Regions from separate parts of the Mus musculus genome. Here region 1 is linked to region 2. A link is a contact called in public HiChIP or PLAC-seq data. All regions are on one chromosome and are shown on one strand. The core of a region is the stretch at or near the end of the contact, and the rest is flanking DNA. Distances in the headings are between cores, read along the strand shown.

Region 1 (7,889 bases), core at 4,689-7,188, 180 kb after region 2:
ACCAGGGTCATCTCCTCTGACTGGAGAGACTGGGGTGGACTTGGGCAAACACCCGGGTCAGAAATGAGCTGAGTCGGCTTCCCACATCGCCACTAAGCTTGTCTATGCTTAACAAACCTTGCAAGAGTCTGTCACCATCATAGGCCTGGATCAGAGTCTTGAGAACTATTAGAATTTCTAGGTTCTTGTTGGGGAACAAAGACTTGGTCCAGGGAAGCATGGGGAGCAGTAGAAATAGTTTATTATGAAAGAGAAAGGTGTTCCTGAAAATGCACGTGGGCCGGAGAGTTGGGGAAAATCCTAGAGTCCTGGCCCGGGGCAAGAAGAGTCCTCCTTTTATAGGTCATTTACATAGCCACGCCTTCTATTTTCTTAACTTTTATCCTGGTTAGAGGTTTCCATGCCCCCCCCCCCACATTGGTTTCTTTTACAGGCCCTTCTTGATGCCTCTCCATCTGTACTGCTTCATAATCCGTCTATCATGAGCTCCGCTTTTATTAGCAAACTTGAGACTGCATCTTCCAAACCATTACAGAAACCTGGCCCTGGTGTTTGTTCCTGGAGGGTGAAAACTGTGCTGTGGACTTCAGCGTGAGCTGCAGAGAAGTCCCTAGAGACAGAGCAAAACACAAGCTGAAGGTCTGTTCAACTCACACCCATCTCTCCTTCCCCTTCCCCATAGCTCTGCTTCCGTCTCCCGAGAGGAGAGGAAAAGAATGATGGCCCCAGTTCAGGATGCTGCCAGGATAAAGCTTCTTCCTCGAGACCTGCTGGAAGCCATGCAAGCCTGTTCAGGAGCTGCCTCCGGCTCTGTCAGGCCACCAGCTGTGGGCTGTGGCTCCCTGAAGAACAGCCTGATGAAGGACATGGTGTTTATTAGCAAAATGAAGATAGACGTTGAGCCAAGTGTGTTGAGAACTCAGCCAGCTCTTCCCACAGCCCACATCCACTGCTTTGGCTCTGCTCTTCCAAAGCAAAGATGGCCAGGGAACATCTAGGATGTAAGGCAGAATTATTTGGGGGTGGGGTGGAGGTGGGGGTGGGGGAGAGATACAGGAACCTACCTGTTTTTAATAAAAGAAAAGTCTTGATTTGAGAGATAACTTTTCAGCTGACCCCCTCCCTCCCCCGTTTGGAGCTGTGCAGTTGCTGGACCAGCTTCATCCCATAAGCCACCTACCTCCAGACCTGAGATTGCTTTAGACACCCTCAGAGAAACTCCTCAGAGAAATCTCCAGGCCAATCTCCTCACCAAAACTCTATAAACCCCCTTGCTTTAAGCCTAAATGTGTGACTTCACCTGTGAGGTGGGTGAACCCACCCAAGAGAACTGCCTCCTAATAGACCTGCCTTTATCTACTTTTTTTAAATCCCATCTAATCTGGCCTATATACTCATGGGGGGGGTGAGGAAGGGAGGGAGGGAGGGAGGGAAGGAGGGAGGGAGGGAGAGAGGGAGGGAGGGAGGGAGGGAGGGAGGGAGGGAGGGAGGGAGGGAGGGAGGGAGGGAGGGAGGGAGGGAGGGAGGGAGAAAAAGAGACTAGACTATTATACAGGACCTCAGCAGTCCTGGTCTGCCAATGATTGTTTTTAGTCCAAGTTGGAAGGCCAAAGAATTGCAATGGCAGCAAGAATAAATGCATCCATCATCAAGAGAGAAGGTTGGCGAGTAACATTGTTTCTTTCTAGCTGGCAGGTAAGTTTGTTTCTTTCTTTCTAGCTGGCTGATAACTTTGTTTCTTCCTGGGAAGACTTTGTATCTGGGCTACTTGAGGATGGTGACACCCCCTCTGTGGGAGGGGTTTCCCCTCTCCCTTATCATTCCTGGCAATGCCTCACCGTCCTGTTTGTGTTGCAGAGCGGGGACAAAGCATCACCATGCTACCCCACCACCCTACCTTGGCACCCTGTCATCTTTACACCACACATAGCAAAGGAGCCACCACACCTGCGATTATGTTACTCCACAGAGGCTCCAGGAAGATTGGAGAACCACTGCAAAACTCCTTCAAAACGTATGCATGCCACACACGTACCACAGACGCTCAGAACCATCCTGCCACCCTGCTTTGGTGGCAAAACATTGAAGATCTGGATGGAGCCAGGGCCCTGTGCTTTCTCCCTCAGGGAGAGTGAGCAGGAGAATTTCTGCCAGCGCAGTTGCACATATGGGTGTGGAAGGTCCATGGAGCATAGCACTTGCCAGGGGCTACCACCTTGATTCCATGATCAAAGGGGAGCCTGGCTCTGTCACTCAGAGCAGAAAAGGAGAGGGGCAGAAAGCCAAGAACAGTAAGTAGCTAAATCACAGGTCACCTGTAGTAGTGAGGATGGGAGTCCAGGCCTTGCTGTCTTCACCGACTAAGGGCGTTCTATAGGCTTGATGTCCACACCCTCAACCTACCTTCTGCCCACGCCTGCTCCGAAAAGCGCAATGTCAGACACAATGGGAGCTTTATGGACATCTTGTCACCTCCACTCCCTGATACAGGTTCTGGGCCTGACTGTTTCCACAGTCTGTGACAGTTCCAAGTATTTGTGCCAGAGAGCTGAAATAAACAGGAACACCCCACCTAGAACAGATGGGCTAACATGTGGAAGAGAGTGTGGGGGAGGCAGGGGAGGGTAGAAGAAAAACAGATAGAAGACCAAGCCACAGATGAACAAAAAAGTTAGCTTATCATTATTCAGTTTGACTGAGAGTAGACGTGTGACAATAGACGTTCCCAAGCCATTCCAAATGTCCACACAGAGTTCATAGGGCATTAAGATGTATTTGCCTTCAAAGAGACATGGGGCTTGAACTCCAGTGTGCAGGTCCCATCAGGACCCTGGGTAAGAGTTCCCAGCACCTATATCAGACATGCACAAAACTAACTCTCTCTCTCTCTCTCTCTCTCTCTCATTTTTTGAGACACGGCCTCACATTGTATCTTGAGATGGCCTTGGCCTGGCTGAAGATATTTAAAATGATCTTCAACTTCTCATCCTTTTGCTTCCCAAGTGCTGGGGTTAGAGGCCAAGCGCCACCAAGCTTGCATCAGCTGGCCTTCATGCTAATCTGCGAAGGGCTCAGCAGGGTTATCTCGAAGCCACCACTGTGGCTCCTTTCCTCCCAGCTCTGGCCTTTTTCTGCCCATCTCTCCTCGTACGTGACTTTAAAGCAGATGCCTCATCAGCAGGTCTGTAGGCTTCTGCAATTGATTCGCAATGAGAAAATGTAACTCAGGCCCCCTCGCGGCCATCTGAAGTGACCTTCAGGAACAGTCTTGTGGCTGGGAGCTTGCAGCATCCTGGAACCTGACGGTAACGGTAACGATTGTTTCATCGATAGAAGCCTTCTTGCCTTGTCTCTCAGAATGCGGATCCTGGAAGGAATAATACCAAGGAAGCCCTGATCCCAGGGAGGAGCTCTGCACATGGCAGTGTCCACTTTCATTCCAGACTCCTTCCCTTTGTTCATGGGCTTCTAGGGCTGAGATCTTTCCGTCCATCAAAAGCTGTTTCTTGTGTAGAAAGGGCTGACATTCACTTGACTACAAATGGCTAAAGTGTGCTTAATTTTTTAATATGTACCTTATTTGTTGTTTGAAACATTTATACATGTGTTCTGGTTTGCTCTTCTGCTCCTGTGATAATTATCAGGACCAAAAGCAACTTAGGGGAGAGAAGGATTTATTTGGAAGCTCACATTTCCAGGTCACAGTTCATTCCTAAGGGAAGTTGGGCCGGAACTGAAGCAGGAGCTTGGCACAGAACCTACAGATGAATGGTGTTTGCTGACACACTTCCTGGCCTATGCCATTGGCTTTCTCAGACAACCTGCCCAGGCCCACCTGCCTAGGGATGACACTGTCAAAAGTTCCTCAGCTGGGGGTGGGACTTGGTGAGTGCTTCTCCTGCCCATGATGGAATTTTAGCTGGCTTGATCTTGTGCAGGCCTTGTATAGGTATCCAACTGACGGTAGACTAGAGCAGGACACAGCTTCCAGCCATATTCTGCACCCCTGGGAAAGTAGTATATCTGTCTAGCATCCGTTTATCCAGCTGTGGAGCAGGAGTCTGTGACGCTGCCTACATGCCACTTCTGTGAGAAGATGTGAATGATATCTGCAAAGGCCAGGCCCAATGCAAACCTTGGCAAGCATCCTTGGCTGTTGGAAAGTCATTGGCTTTCAAGGCTGATGCTGTAGGTGAATAAAGATCTAACAAGGGTGCAGGCCATGGAGGATAAGCAGAGGCCTCCACAGCCTCCTGAGGAGACCTGCTTTCCCATTCTGTTCTATCTGCATCTCCCTGCTGCAGTTCTAGGGGCCGCAATGCTCAGTAACGTTCCCCAGAGAGAGCTATGGCATTGTTCCTCTAGAGCCAAGCTAACCTCACCTGGAGTACTGAGAAGGAGGTCTGGCCATCTGCTCTGTCTTCAGAGAGGACCGAAGACAGTATGCAAGGGGAGGCATAGGTTCCAGGCCATATCTCTCCTGGAGAGCAAGCAGGTCATAAAAGGACAGTGCTGGGAGGTCAGGACACCCAGTTGTGGAGACCACTCAGCTGGCTATGTTGGGGTTTGTTGCATGTGCTCATACATGTGTACATGTGTGTGTGCACACGTTTGTGTGCATGCATGTACTTATGTGCCTTCCTTCCCCCTCTCTCCCTCCTTTTCTCTCTGTCTCTGTCTGTCTCTCTCCCTCTCCCTTTCTCTGTCTCTACCTCTGTCTCTCTCTTTCACACACTCACATACTCACAAACAGCTCAAGGGACACTCATAAGGACACGAGGTACGGGAGCTACAGACATCTATCTATGAGTCTCTGAGGCTGTGAGGTCATGAGGCAGGAGGAGTGCAGCCTCTCCCAACAGCAGCTCTGTAGTTTACTCTGGTGTGTAAATCTCAAATTCAGTGAGTAGTCAGCCAGGTAGGGGTGGGGGAACACATCAGCCTGCCAGCTCACAGGTGGCACTCCAGTGGTATCCTAAACCCTGTGCCCTACCCAGTCCCATCTGTGAGCCTGGCCCTTCCTCTCCCAGGTTGCCCTCTCACTCAGATCGACACAGCTTGACTCCTTCACCACCCGTGCTTGCTCTGCTTGTGTAAGGTCCCTCCTCAGACAGCCTCCTCCAGGCTGTGCCTCCCACCCTTGGTCTCTACAGGTCTCTTCATCCATCTAGTCTGTGTCTGCCTTCCTCAGACTGTGACACTCACAGAGCAGAAGCAGGTTCCCTTTGGCCTCTGCTTCTTTAGGGCAGAGCCAGATCTCCCCCTGTCCCCATGCTGGGGACAGATGAGGCATTGACTTCTGACCCACTGCTTTACTAGGTATTTAGGGAAGTCTCCAGTGTCGGGCAGGGATGGTCAAATCTGTAAGGCCTGGACACTTTGATTGAAACCCTCATCAGCAGGGCTGGGTCTGTTAAGGACTCAGGTTTTTCTATGACGAAATAGCGGAGGGTGGACTTATAAGAAGACAGGGTTATTTTGGCGCATGGTCTCCTCGCAGTCTCAAGGCAGGGAAGCCATGGCAGTGGGACCTTACAGCGAGCTTCTCACAGATGGCAGATGGGGAAGTAAGAGAGAAGCAGGTATGCACCCTGCCCCTCCTAAAGGCTCTACAAAGTCCCAAGACAGGGCCACCAGCTGGGGTCCAAATGTTCTAACATATGAATTTGTGGGAAACATCTCCATGTCCTGCAAGCACCTGCCGCCCCTCTGTCACTTTAGAAGGTTCTTTTGACCTTCAGTTCCAGCATTTGTCTGGAAAGGTCACTCCAGGGGGACTCTATTTCCAGCCCAGAGCTGGCTGCCAAGGAGGCTTTATTTATGGACTGTATTTTGATAGTGTTGGGGGTTTGCTGCCTCCGGGGATTTGGGTAGGGCTGGCCTGAGGCAAGCCAAACCTGGCTTCCCTCAGGTCCTCCGGGAGCCAAGCTTTAGCTTGGCTGAGGTCTGATAAGCCTTCAGGGCTGCCTTCTCTCCTTTCAGGACTGGACCCAGACCAGTTCACTTCCTGCTGGGCTGGGAACCCTTGAGGCCTCCCTCCAGGGAACTGCATTTCAGAGAGAGAGAGGGAAAGAGAGAGAGAGAGAGAGAGAGAGAGAGAGAGAGAGAGAGAGAGAGAGCCCTTCTTTCTCCTCCTCCACTCCTGGCTGTGCAGTTCAGACCTGGGTCTCTAAGGGCAAAACTCACACCCTGTGCTTGCTCACACTTGGCAGCCAGGCCAGTCCAAGAGGCCATTTGGCGTCAACTTGAGGAAGTCAGTCTCCAGGTAATGTGTGAGAAAGTCTGGAGGGTCCACTGCTGCCATCCAGGCCCCAGAGTAGAAGCAGCTCAGGACTCCAAGACCCTAGAAGCAGTAGGAACTGAGAGGAGCCACAGCTGTGGCTCTCAGTGAGCAGGAACGTCTTAGGGTTTCTAGTGCTGTGATCAAACACCTTGACCAAAGGAAACTGGAAGAGGAAAGGGTTTGATTCTGCTTATACTTGCGGGTAACTATCCATCACTGCATGGAGTCAGGCAGGAGTAAAGCAGGAACTTGGAGGCAGAAACTGAGACAGAAGCCACGGAGGAGTACTGCTATTGTCTTGTTCCTGGTGGTTCGTTTTGCCTTCTTTCTTTTCTTCTACCGTCCAGGATCCCCCGGGATGGGCCTATGCACATCACCCATTAATCAAGAAAAGGTGGCTCAGTGGGTAAGAGCACCCGACTGCTCTTCCGAAGGTCCAGAGTTCAAATCCCAGCAACCACATGGTGGCTCACAACCATCTGTAACGAGATCTGACACCCTCTTCTGAAGACAGCTACAGTGTACTTACATGTAATAAATAAATAAATCTTTAAAAAAAAAAAAAAAAAAGAAAAGAAAAGGTTCCACAGACCAATGGGAGTTGTGGGGGTGGGGAGGGCATTTTCTCACTTAAGGGTCCCTCTTCCCAGATGAGTCTTACCTGTCTCAAGTTGACATCAAAAACCAGCCAAGTCCCTGGGATCTCCGCAGAGCATGGGGAAGTCCCCAGGACGTACAGTGTCATAGCCTGTGGGAAAGCACTGCACAGCCATGTTTACTCCATGCCTCTCTATGGAGGACCAAGAAGGCCAGGGTCAAGGTTGCACTTCTGGGCCAGTTCTTCCTCATGGGTGCTTATGAAGGGGTTGGTGTGGAGTTGGGGGCAGACTGAGACCCAGAGGCACACATGGACTGACAGACGGACATGTCTCCGGTGCCTTAGAGGGCACTTTACTTCTCTGTTGTCCCTAACCCACTGGGACTAAGAAAGAACTTATTCCCAGCCCTCCCTCCGCTGGCAGGAAAGGCAACCCGCCAGGCCTTTCTCCTTCTATTAAACAAAGGAACTTGCACATGAAGGGCTCCCAGGAGACTGACTTAATCCCCAGCCAACTCTGGAGGGCTGTGACCTTGAGAATTATGGGCCTTCTGGAGCTGGCTGCCTGGGGTGTTCAGCTGAGTCACTGTAAGACCTAAACCTATGCATGCCCCTACCCCTGTCCCAGCTTGACGGCACCTCCTCCCACCCCTCAAGTCCCCATCCCCTTTAGTGCCCTATGCAGGGATCAGTGAGTTACAGCAGAAAGCGCTTCCCCTCCCCCAGCCAAGAGCCAGAGCGATTCATTCGGATTGTAAGTCTCATGGAAGTGAGGAAAATAAACAGCCTATCAATAATAAATGGAATGGGAAGTAGAAGCAAGCATGTCCTCAAGGTAGAGCCAGGGAGACAAGCCAACCAATTTTCTTTCAGTCACCCTCACGGCCCTTGATGGCAGGAGGATGGTAGTTCTGGAATGTTCCTCATCAGCTAGAGTCCCAGAACTACAGCCTGAAAATGTCTTGGGGGGAAATGCAGAGCTGCCCCAAGTTTATAAACTTTGTCTGG
Region 2 (7,365 bases), core at 4,094-6,593:
TGTCAGAGAAGAGGGACGCTTCCAGAAACTCTCCAAAGTTGAGCTGACAGGAGGGGGAAGGTCCTTCAGGAAGACTTTAAGAAAACAAAGGTTCAGTTTCTGTCTCTCATTGCTTCGTGCCGCTATAATTTTGCCCAACGAGGACACTGTACTCATTTAGACTTATCGCTGCTACATATCCCCACCCCTCTCATCCCTTGTCTGTGTTTCTTTGCTCTGAAGGAGGCTGTCTCCTACCTGCAATCCCTCGCTGCTTTGCTCTTTGACCTGGGTTCTGTCTTTCCAAACCAAGGCAGCTGCTTCTATCTGGAGCCAGGGGCGTCTACACCCAAGAGTCCAGCAGGCAATGCCTGACCACGTATCAGATGCTTCATGGGCCACACATCTGAAAAGAATTCCGAGCCGCATCCATTGCCTTTGCCTTTGAGTGAAATCGTTTCTAAAGAAAGTCTTCAGCTTAACTTTCTTCTCTTTCTACAAATGTTGCCATAGGCAAGCCCAAAGAACAGCGCCTTAGCAGGTCCTCCCTGCTCAAAGAACAGCTCCCCAGTAGGTCCTCTCTGGCTTCCTCAGAGCCTCCAGGGACCCAGCGAACATTTGGACAGACATGTTGCTTTTGGAAATATATCAGCCCAGTAGACAGATTTGCTAAGTCATGGCTGTAATAGTCTTAATGTGATTTGTGACATAGGATGGTGATGTTCCTGTCACTCACCAAAGCCCTTCCCCAACAGAAACGCTCTGAGTACTATATAAATATCATTTAGCCCGTGTCCCACATTAGTGGTCCATTGTGGGGAAACTGAGGCCTATGAGTGAGACACGCCCGTGCGCATACTGATGGTTGATTGCTAGCATGTGCCGGTTTCCCATCTGCAGTGGGCGTGTGGGTAGTGCATGATAGAGGTTGTCAGTCTACTTAGTGAGGGGTATATAAGACAAACAGCCACTTGATTAGTGGGTAGTAAAAGACAAATACATCATTAGTGATGAAAGAGTGTCCCGTCATCACAGTACGTACAAAGTTCATACCGAAGTCCCCTCGGGGTCTACAGGCTCATTGCCAAAAACCACCAGACTAATAAGAATTCCATTATGATTGACACGGTTTATAAAACTTTTTAATGAAAATATAGTTTCATGTCAAACTCAGATAAATTCGGACCCTGATTTTTAATAAGATGGTAGGGTCTCTTGCAGATCCTTTGGGGAGATTGAATCATAAAGCTGTCAGGAGGCAGATCGCTGTGTCTTTCCAGCGCTGGGGTCTTTGCCATTCCATCTGTTCTTTGTAATGAGTCTTTTGGTCCCCATCTTCAGAAGGGTAAGAGGACTAAGCAGCCAGACTCTGTCTGCTGCCCCGAGATGTAGTGTAGATGGCATGAGTCCTGCTGTCCTGCCCGGCAACTGTCTTGGGGGCAGCGGGTGAGAAGGCTTGAAATCAATGGCTCAGATGGGGGAGCAGGCGAGAACACAGTGAACTTAGTTATTAATTCTTGGGGAGCACCCTTTATATCCTCCACTGCATCCCACTGGTCCCAAGCAAGCATGTCTTCCAAGTGGCAGTTCCCGATTGGCTGTCATTGTCTGCATCACCAATCTTTAGGCTCTCAGACAGTCTTCAATTAGGTCCTCAGGCAGAAGTTGCCTCCATGGCTGCATGGCCAGATTAGAATGCTGAGTCCATGGGAGACATAAGAGGATCTTGAGTTCCAGGCTAGCGTGAGCTATATAATGAGACCCTGTATCAAAACTCTCTCTCTCTCTCTCTCTCTCTCTCTCTCTCTCTCTCTCTCTCTGTCTCATAGGGAGAGGTGCTGATACTAAACTCTGGTTCCCTAATTGATTCTTGACTTAGTTGATAAAGGAGGTCGGGAGCCAATTGCTGGGTGGAAGGGACAGGTCCTTCCTGGTCCCAGGAGGAAAAAGAGATGCAGGGAAAGAGAAGGCGGTTTCTGGCCAGGCTTTGGAAGGAGACGCACAAAAGAATCATGCAAGATCTTGGGGAAGGTAGAACCAGGTGGCTTCCACCACCAGCTCATAGCAAAGGAGGTTGAAGGAAGCTAGTCAATAAGTTTAGGGCAGGAGATTCTGTGCTCAGCAATTGTGTTAACAGGCAAATTCTAAAGTAATAAAGCTGTCTGAGTGTTTTTCATCCATGGAGCAAAGGTGGAGGGAGAGAGAGAGAGAGAGAGAGAGAGAGAGAGAGAGAGAGAGAGAGACCATGTGGATGATGGAGGCTAGGTGGAGCTAACCTGGGAGGAACAAGAAAAAAAAAACAAAAACAAAAACGGAGAGGGGCCAGAGCAAGGGTGGCAGCCCCAGGGCTGAGGACACGGGCAAAGGCAATAGTGTATTTTTTTAAATTACATGCTATACACATTAGGCTGGGAGATATCTCAGTGGGCAAAGGGCTTATTGCATAAACATGGTTAGAACATGGTATCTGGTCTCTCCTTCTGCACCCGTGGTTTATTCTGTAAAACAAAGCAGTATTATAAATATTCTAAGACAGATATTTTATTTCTCAAATTTAAATTTATTTTTTTCCACTGATCATAAAAGCATGAAGATATCACACATTTGCAGAGTACCATGTGGTGTCCCACCACGAGTGGAATACTTAAATCTGATTAAATCCCCCTCTCTCCTCAGGTGTGAATTCTTTCTCTTCTGTATGTGTCAGCGGACATTGAGCTCAGGGCCTTGAGTGTGGTGGGCTGAACACGGGGTACAACTGAGCTTAGCTCTGTGCTCTTTCTAGTTATCTGTTTCTTTCCCATGTGCACACACGTGCCATAGTGCATGTGTGCTCAGAGAACAGCCTGTAGGAGCAGGTTCTCTCCTTCTGCCACTTGTGTTTCAGGGATGAAACTCAGGTGATCCAGCTTGTCAGCAAGCCCCTTTATCTGCCGAGCCTCTTGCTGGCCCAGCTCCATATTATATTTTGGTGAAAACAACCAAACTTCTTTTTTTTTCAGGTTTGAAATAATTATTATTGTTATTTATAGTTAGTCCATTGATAAAAATTTGACCATTAGGATTGGGATCTTGGTCTGAACTAGTCTCTTCTGGAAGTTTTTCAGTGTATCTAGTTGGGGACAACGCCATGTGTGGGGATAGAGCAGAGCCAGTCCTGTGTCTACCCATGTCCCTGGGACCATCACTGAAACTGAGAGAGACACCTGTGAGGCCCTGTGCCAGAGAAGAACTTGAGGCTAGAGAATGTCTATTAACCCAGAGAGGGCCCAGGTCCCCCAGACAGTTCCATGCAAGTCCAGTCTGGTGAGCCAGTGAGTCTATCAGGGTTACATGCATGGGGCACAGAGACTGAGGGGCTGAAGAATTCCCACCCTGTCGTGGGCGAGGACTCTCAGAAGCTGCACTTCTGCAGTTCCTCATAGACTGATGAGTCTCCTCTAGTGGGCAGTTGTTGGTTGATGATACAGCCTTGAGAAGGAGCCTGGGAGTCCTGTAGGTTTCACGAGTTTCCCTGCTCCTTGTAAGAGGAAATTTAAAAAAGATTTATCTTAAGTTTAAGAGTGTGTGTGTGTGTGTGTGTGTGTGTGAGAGAGAGAGAGAGAGAGAGAGAGAGAGAGAGAGAGAATGAATGAGTTCTCCAGCACGTGAGTTCAGGTATCATGGAAGCCAGAAGGGGGCATCAGAAACCCTGGAGCTAGAATTATAGGTGGTTGTGAGCTTCCTGATCCGGATACTGAGAACAGAACTCATGTCTTCTGCAAGAGCAGTAGGTGCTCTTCTCTGCTGGGCTGGCTCTCCAGCCCGGAGGGAATGCCTGAGTAACATTCTGTGTATGTGCCCAGTAAGCTTTCCCAGAACTGAGTCTGTGTGACACTCCTTGTCTGCCTCTGAAGCATATTTACTACTCTCAGTCTTCATGTCTGGAAAGACCCCTGAGCACCCTGAGCATACAGGCCAGTTACCGTCTCCACACTGGCTTGTGTCTCTATCACCGTGTAAGGGAAGCTGACAGAGCGAAAAGATCCCAGAGACTCACACAGAAGGGGGTCGATCAAGTCTTTGTCCGGTTATAACTTCCTTTTGAGGCAGGGTCTTTCTCCGTAGTCTTGACTGTCCTAGAGCTTGTTACGTAGGTCAGGCTGGACTCAAACTCACAGAGATTCCCTGCCTCCTGAGTGCTGGGATCAAAGGTGTACACCACCACTGCCCAGACCAAGAATCTTTAGTCCAGTGAGCACTGGGATGTCTTAAAAGAGTAATACTACTAAGGATGATGAATCTTTCAAGAGAAAGTTATCTTTTCACCTAATATATACTTGTGTTGGCATAGCAGTACACAGCTTGGCATGCCTGCCTAGCCCTGCAGGCCACACACACTGAATTTCTGCTTCCTCCTCACAGCTCTGCGTTCCTCAGGCACCTCCCCTTGTGATCCAGTCTCTCTTTTACAAACAGTGCACAGAACCTCTACGGGTGAGGGGCAGCTCTGGGCCAGTGGTCCCTTTGTCCCGAAGTTATATACAGGATCTTCTCAAGATGTGGGCCACTGGAGGGAGATGCCATCTTAGAGGATGGGAAGTCTGACCTGGCTGCTGGCTTCTCAGCCAGATCTTAGAAGAAGAGGCAGGAAGAAGGATGGTAGGAAACTACAAAGAAAAAAAAAAGGGAAGAAAACACAACTCTACCCGAGCTACCGTGCTCTGCACGGACTGGACTCCCCTTGTAACCCGGGTGAAGGATTGTAACTAAGTTGTGATTAAAACCAGGAGTGAGAAGGGTTGTAAATAAGTTGTAATTAGAGCCAGGAGTGAACTCTCAGGAAGGGATCAGGAGCAGCGCCACCCGGACTATGGCCACAAGAGGGCGCTGTGGTGAAGCTCACCAGCCGAGGCTCTCGCTGCTGCTGGGAGCCAGTCACAGAGAAACTCCAAGAGAGGGGCATTCTGGGAGCTCGTCTGTCACCTTGAGAGACTCAATCTTTCTCTTGTAAAACACAGAATAAAGTAACAGATACATCAGCACAGCTGCATGCCTTTTGAGCATCCTCTCCATCCTGGCTCTTGGCTCTGAGCGGTTGTGCCGGGTCCTGTACCCTCTGCGCACCTGCCTTGAGACATCTATCTTCTTAACAGGCTTGATGACAAGGGATATTTTATTTAAACCCTCTTTCAGAACCTTACATTGCTTTTCCACTTGTCTAGTTGGTCGTCAATTGACCTGTCCTTGTGGCAGGAAGTGAAGATTTAAAGAAAGATTGACGAAGATGCCTTTGCGGCTCCTGTTCGGCACAGACTTGGGTCGATGCCTTTGAGGTTCCCTGTACAGAGGACTCTGTACAGTGAGTGGTTGGAGCTGCGTTTAAAAGGTAATAATAGAGGCATGAGCCAGGCACCAAGGAGAAGCTCAAAGCTCCCGTGCCAGCCGCGGGGAACCCCAAACTGATTGCTTTAATTAATTAGGCTGCTGGCAGAGCTGTGGGGCAGGAGGAATTCATCTCCAAGCCTGGTAAAAGGCTGAGGACGCTGGGTCTCAGGCACTCAGCCCTGCAGTTCATGGTTGTTGTTGTTGTTGTGTGACCCACTGGCTGGCTGTTTTCCTCTCCTACAGTGCTGTTAGATTTTCTTAGAAAGTAAGTTACTTATTTGACCTGTGTGTGTGTGTGGGGGGGGGTGTATATATGTAGGGGTTCATGTGACATGGCACATGCATGTGAGCCATCCTGCTGGCCCTAGGAACAAAGATTTTTAAGCCCTCCCAGAGGATGATCATTTCTATTGAAGTAGGAATCCAGGTGAGGCAGCAATGAGAATAGGGGTGTGGCTTAATGTGGGTGTGGCTTAGTGTAGGGGTGTGACCTAATGTGGGTGTGGCTTAGTAAAGACTTGTCTTTGTGGCCATTAACCCTCACATTGCCAACATGGCTTAGACTGTCTTTGGAAGGGGAACAGGAGACTTCAGAATCCACTGTCACAGTCTGTCACTGGGCTTCAGGGAGGGTTCTCCCAGGCCCACCGAGTTCTAAGATCCCTGTATAGGTGGCTGTGATTAAGATGGGACAGACTCAAACTCAAGATGCCACACATCACACATCGTGGGGAGTAGAGCGTTTTGAAGGCAGCCATGTGCCACTGGCTGAGCTCCAGGATGGGCAGAGAAGTGAGTTCCTAAACTCCAGACCCTCTGCCACCCCCTCTACATGGGGCTCCTTCCCTCCTCATAGATCCTTCCACTGCCGGCACCAACGATGACCCCTTTCTATCTTAGTTATATGGTATGTTTCTGTGTGTGTGTGTGTGTGCATGTGTATTTTAGTGTGTGTTCATGTGTGTTTCAGTGTGTGTGTGTGTGTGTGAAGGTGTAGTGTATATATGTATGTGTGTATGTGTGCATGTCTGTCAGTGTGTATGTGAAGATATGTGTATGTGTGTGTGTGGTGTGTGTGTAGTGGTGTGGTATCTGGGGTCATGGGGATGGCAAGCAATGCTCAAATGTTTTAGGTCACCCAATGGCATCTATTCAATAGACACCTTTGCCTGCCACCCTGGTAACCCAAGACCATAGGTTCCATAGCTATCTGGCCCCTAAGCATTCCTGAGCAGATACCAGGGACCCCCTGGTTGTTTTAGATCATGTATCAGGTAACTGTGTGGATAGCAACTGAGCCTTCGCTCACTGAGAGACTCATGAAGTAGCCATTGGCCCAGGCATGGGGGTGTCTTTGTCTAGCAGGTGTTATTGATCTGTTAGCCCATGGGTGAGCTCAGGAAGGCTATGAACATTGCCCAACATATTTGTAGATGTCAGTGTTGTATTGCAACTTGGAAAGTCGGGTGCTCTTAGTAGAAGGATCAGTACCCATCTCTCAGAAAGACGCTGTCATGTTTACTTTTGTACTTGACCCCTCAGTGCATTGAATTATACAGGTATTTTACCTCCTTCAGCATTGACTTTCATTATTGTTAAACACACACACCACACACACACATTACACACATAGACACCACACACACACAGAGGTACATTACACACACAGACACCATACACATACACACTCGCACACACATACACACCTAGAGACACGTGGACACACACACAGACACACATAGGCACACCACACATACAGACATACAGACACACCACACATACAGACACACAGACACACCATACACATAGACATACATATATAATACACACAACACATAAGACACACACATACACACAGAGCCACATACAGACACACACAGACATGCACACAGATATCCAAACACACACAGAGACGTACACACAGAGACACACTCAGACACATACACACAAACACACACACAAACACACAGAGACACACAGTCACACACAAATACAGAGAGACACACACAAACTTACACA

Evidence for each region. HiChIP or PLAC-seq counts read pairs in DNA pulled down with a chosen protein or histone mark.
Region 1: a contact with region 2 is called in an H3K27ac HiChIP or PLAC-seq map of heart atrium, with 7 times the contacts expected there. The contact joins two enhancer-like sites. A contact is called at or near these places in 3 of 15 datasets of contacts at CTCF or cohesin (the NIH/3T3 cell line, large pre-B cells and pro-B cells), 2 of 484 Hi-C or Micro-C datasets (both in bone marrow-derived macrophages), 5 of 115 datasets of contacts at active chromatin or transcription factors (astrocytes, embryonic basal ganglia, embryonic stem cells and 1 more) and 2 of 9 other capture datasets (adipose tissue and embryonic stem cells).

Annotation. Positions count from the first base shown.
Region 1 is chr8:125,362,628-125,370,516 of GRCm38.p6, forward strand. No RefSeq gene overlaps it. Among named protein-coding and RNA genes, the nearest start is that of Gm30713, 19 kb to the right of the region's middle. Within about 2 kb of position 5,939, at least 38 of the 459 cell types and tissues checked have an H3K27ac peak or open chromatin away from gene starts, as enhancers often do. A contact at or near this core is called in heart atrium, where this site is marked.
Region 2 is chr8:125,179,253-125,186,617 of GRCm38.p6, forward strand. The region is part of intron 9 of Disc1 (disrupted in schizophrenia 1); the gene reads left to right. Among named protein-coding and RNA genes, the nearest start is that of Disc1, 130 kb to the left of the region's middle. Within about 2 kb of position 5,344, at least 30 of the 459 cell types and tissues checked have an H3K27ac peak or open chromatin away from gene starts, as enhancers often do. A contact at or near this core is called in heart atrium, where this site is marked.